2 separate regions of the Sus scrofa genome follow, and region 1 is linked to region 2. Evidence: chromatin contacts called from public Hi-C data. All regions are on one chromosome and are shown on one strand. Each heading gives the region's core, a stretch centred on a gene start, on an enhancer-like site or on the middle of the called end of the contact. The rest is flanking DNA. Distances are from core to core; before and after follow the strand shown. Region 1 has its middle 15 kb from the start of YWHAB. Region 2 holds the start of KCNK15 (potassium channel subfamily K member 15).

Region 1 (2,768 bases), core at 182-2,681, 120 kb before region 2:
GATTCTCGATACGTCCATTTTTATTTATCATTGTGTTTAAGTGCAAAAATAAGAGATTTGAAAGGAAAAAATTTACAAACATGGTTACCTATGAGGTATTCAGTGGGCCATGTGGGAGGACGGAACACAGGTAAAAGAAATATTTTGGTTTTTCACTCCACTGTAAAAACAGAACAAAACAGAAAAAACAATATTGTAAGAATTATGACAAATGGCTTTGTTGAGAGGCTTCAATGCTGAGACGGCACAGGGCATTCTGGGAATTGTGGCCAAACGGGGAAACGCTGCTCTCGGTAAACTAGACCCCGTCACAGGGGTGAGGAAGTGCATCCGTGTTGCTGGATTTCCAAGTTGCCAAGAGGATAGAAATCTGGACTTTTACTTGAAATCTCTCTCTTTTCTTTCTTTCTTTTTTTTTTTTTTTTTTTTTGGATGCAGCATGCAGCAGCTTGTTGCAGGATCTCAGTTCCCTGACCAGAGATGGAACCGGGGCCGCAGCAGCGAAAGCATACATTCTAACCCCCAGACCACCAGGGAACTCTGTGAAATCTCTTGATTTTGAATTTTTGGCAATGAATGCAAAAAAACCCTGAAAAACCCTGCATAGGCCCAAACGCTGCAGGCCAAATAAAACAGGATTCTATTTGAGGGTCAGATCGGAGCCAGGGGGTCCAGTGCATGAGCTCCAGCCCCAAGGGAGAGACAGATGGGTGTATGGGCAGATTTGACACAGCCTGATACGTGCAAAGACTGAAAGACGTGATGCAATGCGGCAGAGGCGGGAAGCGGGCGTGGGGGAGGGGGCCTTCGAGGAGGAGGTGGTGTCAAATTTGAGTCCTGGGGGTTGGGGGGGGGGCACTCAGCAGACGGAGGAACTGGGGCGGGGGCCAGTCCAGGCAGAGGTAACAGCCCAGGGGAGTTCCGTGCTGGGCTGGAAAAGCTCAGGTATCAGGTGGGGGTGGGGAGAGGGGGAGGGGAGGCTGGGCAGGAGCCCAGGGCCCCCCCTGGGGAATGGCCTCGAGCGCCTCGTGGGTCTGTTCAACCATTTCCTAATTTTCCCACATTATAATTTCTGCTGTTTTGAAAAGAAAACCAGAGGTTGTTTTCTGTGCCCAAAACACCAACCATTTCCTGGGATAAAAAGAAGCCCCTTGGGCTCTCAAAGTTGGCAAATCTCCACCCCCAACCGCTCTGGCTCTCGCCCTCATGTATGTTTCACTCTCACCCCTAGAATATTCAAGAAAATAAATACGTTTGACCTTTGTCAGAACACCTTGGACTTGCCAGCAGAAAAAGAAACAATTTGCACAGGAGGAAATGTTTCAATGCCTCCCAAATGGCTCTCTTTTCTCTTATGCCCAGAGCCAAATGCACTTAGGAATCTGAGACTGCAGGGGTGGGCCGCAGGGCTCTGGGCTGGAAGTCAGGAGCCGGTTCTCAGCCTGGCCACAAGGCCTGACTCCTCCGTTAAGACCAGGTCACACAGGCCCAAGGGCAGCACAAGCAGGTATGTTCGATGGTCTCCCAGAACCTTCACCACCAAGGAGTTCCCTGGTGGTCTAGTGGTTAGGACTCAGCATATTCATGGCTGCAGCCTGAGTTCAATTCCTGGACAAGGAGCTGAGATCCCACATCAAGCTGCTGCTCACTGCAGGAAAAAAAAAAAAAAAAATCAATAATCAGAAAACCTGTGGTCCTCGGATCTGGTTCAGGCAGACTGTGAGGTGGAAGACCATTAAATAGGAAAGGAACATTTTCTCGAGACAGTGAATGAGAATTCCTCTTGTTTCACATCCTCACCAGCATTTGATGCTGTCAGTGTTTTGGAATTGGGTCATTTATTTTTTTACCTTTTGGCATTTAAGGGCCGCACTTGCGGCATATGGAGGTTCCCAGGCTAGGGGTCAAATCAGAACTACAGCTGCTGGCCTACTTCACAGCTGCAGCAACACCAGATCCGAGCCACATCTTGGACTTACATCACAGCTCATGGCAACACTGATCCTTAACCCGCTGAGTGAGGCCAGGGATGGAACCTGAACCCTCATGGTTACTAGTTAGGTTCCTTTCTGCTGAGCCACAATGGGAACTCCCTGGCCATTTTTTTTTTTTTTTTTTTTTCTTTTTTGGCCACACCTGTGGCATGTGGAAGTTTTCAGGCCAGGGATCAAATCCAAGCCTCAGCTGCAACCTACACCATACCTGCAGCAACACCTTAACTTACTGCGCTGGGCTGGGGATTGAACCCATGCTGCTGCAGAGACAATGCCAGATCCCTAAGCCACTGCGTCACAACTCCAGAAGTTTTTAACCTTAATGAATTTCAGTTTATCAATTCTTTCTTTCATGGACTGTTCCTTCAATGTTATATTTTGAAAGATATTACCATACCCAAGGCTAGCCCCTGTTAGCTTGTAGGAGTTTGGGGCATGCATAGTTTTTTAAAAATTTAATTTAATTAAAAAAAATTGTTGGCCATGCCCACATCATGTAGAAGTGCCCGGGCCATGGACTGAACCCACACCACAGCAGTGATCTAAGACACAGCAGTGACCACGCCAGATCCTTAACCACTATGTCACCAGGGAACTCAGAGGGACAAATAGTTTTCATCTAGCCTGTGGCTTTTGTCCCCCCTCCAATTGGTTTCCAATAATGCCCTTGGCTTATTGTCTTCTTACAGTCTTGGCAGTGTTAACATTCTATAACCTTCTCTTCCTTATCTTGCTAAGAAGGCAATTTCAGCCCAGCATTTAAAATCTCCAAGT
Region 2 (3,129 bases), core at 22-2,521:
TGCCAGAGAAGGCAGAAGGCAATAGAGATGAGACCAGAACTCTGGTCTATGTAATTGTAGAACTCAGGCTTTTAACGCCACTGCTAAACCCACAAACTCACATTGACTTGCAGGAGAATTATGGAGGAACTTTCTCCAAGGCACTGGCTTCCAGGGTGGTGGTCAGGTGCCTGGACATCCACAGCTGGGGCCTGGGGAGTGGCTGGCACCCAGCGTGGAGTCCTGCAGAGCCTGCTTCTTTCCTATTCTGCTTTCCCAGGCTTAGGCTCTGCAGGTACCAGCCAGGCGGTAGCCATGGCAACGGCTGGCGGTCCAGATGCTACTGAGAAAGTGCTCTGGATCCCTGAGGGTGAGGTCCAAAGCTGGTAGTAATCAGTCATTCCTTCAACAAATATTTACTGAGTGTCTACTACAGGCTAGGTACTGGCCATACAGCAGTGACTAAGAACCACTAGGTGCCTGTTCTCTTTCACATCATAATACAAAAATTCATCTTTTTTTTTTAGTGCTTTTCTATGTGTCAGGCCCCGTGCTAAAACTTTATGCATTTATTTTCTGCTTAATAACTGTCTCACCACCGCCTTGACAAAGGGCCTATTGGCCCCTCTATTTTACAGAGGAGAAAACTGAGGCTCAGAGAGGTTAAGCAGCTGGTCTGGGGTCACACAGCTAGTGCGAGGCAACCAGGCAAAGAAACAACTCCAGCCACTTGGACTTCCGGCCCCACTCCATCCATCTCCCAGCCCCTGGGGGCGATTTCTGACACCCCTGCGGCCAGCCTCTTGGCTAAGGGGACCTAACGGCTTCTCCAGCCTTGCCTGTGTGGAACAGCCCATTCGACAGAGGGAGGCAAGTGAGGCTCGGCGAACTGAAATGACTGGTCCAAAGTCACCCAGCTGGGCAGGGGCAGAGGTAGGATTCAAAGCCAGGACGCCACGGGCGGCTGGGGACGGAGCGAGCGCCGAGGGGAGGCGCCGGGGCCGCTCACCGATGGTGGTGATGACGGTGATGGCGAAGTAGAAGGAGCCGGCGAACTTCCACTGGCGGCCGGCGCGGTGCGGCTCGGCTTGCAGCGCCAGGCGCTCCAGCTCGCGGTAGTCTTCCGTGGAGAAGCCGTACTTCCTCCGCAACTCGCTCCGCTTCTGGGCCAGCAGGCGCTTGCGGCCGCTCTCCGCCTCCGACTCGAGCGCGTCGAAGACGGCAGCGCCCACCAGCAGGTAGGACAGAATGCACAGGATGAGCGCGGCGGTGCGCAAGCTCTGCTTCCTCATCGCGGAGCCCGGGGCCCCGCTCTCGGGCCCCACAGCTCGCCCGCCGCCGCCGCCCCGTCCATGCGCCCCGACGGCTGCCTGGCGTCGGCGGAGCCAGGGCTGCGGGAGGCTGGGGTGCGGCTCTCGGGGGCGGGGCCCGGGCTCCCAGGGGCGGGGCCTCGATAGGGCGGGACGAGGAGCAGCGAGCGGGCTCCTCCAGGTGCGGCCTCCCTGCCGCCTCCTGCGCATCTGTCTTGACCTGGTGGTGCCCCGGTGCTAATACATCTGCAAATAGTGACAGTTGGAGCAAAGCTCCCAAAGCCCAGGTCTGCAGGGGCCCTGCCTCCCCCGCTATGTCGTCCTGTGACCTTGGGCAAGTCATTCCTTCCTTTGATCAGTCATTCAACACATATTTACCCAGCACCCACCGGTGTAGAGAGTCCTGGTGTAAATAGAGCTGATTATCCTAGGAAGGAGGGTTGGCTCGAAAGCAAACAAAACAAAAAGATAATTTAAGACAAGTGTGAAAAAGAAGGAACACATCGTTTCTTGCGCGAGTTGGGGTGGGAGGGCACTGCCAGCTAAGGTGGTGGGAGACAGCCTCCCAGAGGAGTGACTGGAGCTGGAGCGTCCAGGCAGCAAGTGCGGGTCCTTTAAGCACAGCAGCCAGTGTGTCTGGAGCCACAGTAATTGGGATGCTGGGGGACGGGGCGGTGGAAGGAAGACAGAGTCCATTTCACACAGGGTTTCACAGGGCCTCCTGAAGGTTTATTCTTCAGTATAGTAGAAAACCCCAGAAAGGCTGGAAGCAGGAAAATAAACACCAATGATCTGATTGACATTTAAAAAAAAAAAAAGGGGCACTCTGGCTGTCACGTGGAAAAGGGACAGTGGCTGAGAGTGGAGGCAATTTGGAGACTCTTGTCATCCAAATGCATGCTGAGGGTGGCTTGGAGCACACGGTTCATGAGTCCTGGTCGTGAACACAGCTGGAACCAATGAGGTCTGAGGTCAAATTCCAGCTTGTCCCCTTTCTAGCTGATTCCCTGTGGACAGAAAACATCTGCTTCTCTGTGCCTTGGTTTCCCATCTGAGAAATGGGGGTGATGGTCATGCCCACCTCCTAGGACCATGTCAAGCATTATAAAAGACACCGTGTGTCCCTTTCCAGGTACCCAGTAGCTACCTTCCCTCCCTTTTTTACAACAGACGGTCACCGGCAGGTGTCAAGAATTCTTTTTCCAGAAGCAAGGCAAGACCGAGACTCTGGGGTGCTGTCCGCACTATGCACGCTTAGAGATGTTGCTAAGGGACCCCTCACTTCTCAGTGTGGGAAGCCGGGCTGCGGAGAAGAGACCCGATTTGCCAAGTCCTCACAGCTGAGCAGTGGCTGAGTCAGGACTTGAACTTGGGGCTGTCTTGCCCTCAAGGTCACAGTCCTTCTGATACACTGCACCACCTGGTCAGGCAAGATGCTGGGGGCTTTAGCACCCTCCCGTGGCCTCTCCGGACTTCACTTTCCTTGTCTCTAAGGTGGGTCTGCAGAGCAATGGTGGCTGCCTGCCCCCCCAACCATTGTAAGCATCCTCTGAGATGCAGTTGAGAGGTGCTTTGTCAGATGGACCCGCTGGGGGTGAGTTTTATTGGGGCCATGGGGAGCTGTCTGGCCCTGCCAGGCAGGTGACTCTGCCCTGTGCTTGGCGTTTTCGGTTCAGCGGCTCTATTTTAAGCCAGAGGAGGTTAGCGTTTGTTATGTGTCTTTCTCAGCTTGGAGAACTGTCAGCTGAGCAGTCACCAAAAACAGCAACACCCCAAGGCACCCCCTGTAGCTCCCCCGCCCTCTGCTTCCCCTCTTCTTTTTCCTTGGGGAACCTGAGGG

What was found. A called contact is a pair of places that touch in the nucleus more often than the background predicts.
Region 1: a contact with region 2 is called in a Hi-C map of epiblast stem cells, with 2.1 times the contacts expected there. The contact joins the enhancer-like site here to the promoter of KCNK15 in region 2. A contact is called at or near these places in 13 of 47 Hi-C or Micro-C datasets (alveolar macrophages, brain, embryonic fibroblasts and 8 more).

The regions. Positions count from the first base shown.
Region 1 is chr17:47,282,119-47,284,886 of Sscrofa11.1, reverse strand. No RefSeq gene overlaps it. Among named protein-coding and RNA genes, the nearest start is that of YWHAB, 15 kb to the left of the region's middle. Within about 2 kb of position 1,431, at least 4 of the 83 cell types and tissues checked have an H3K27ac peak or open chromatin away from gene starts, as enhancers often do. A contact at or near this core is called in epiblast stem cells, where this site is marked.
Region 2 is chr17:47,159,630-47,162,758 of Sscrofa11.1, reverse strand. It overlaps KCNK15 (potassium channel subfamily K member 15), which reads right to left and starts at 1,271. Exons shown (of 2, transcript XM_003483962.4): 1 at 989-1,271. The coding sequence starts at 1,271.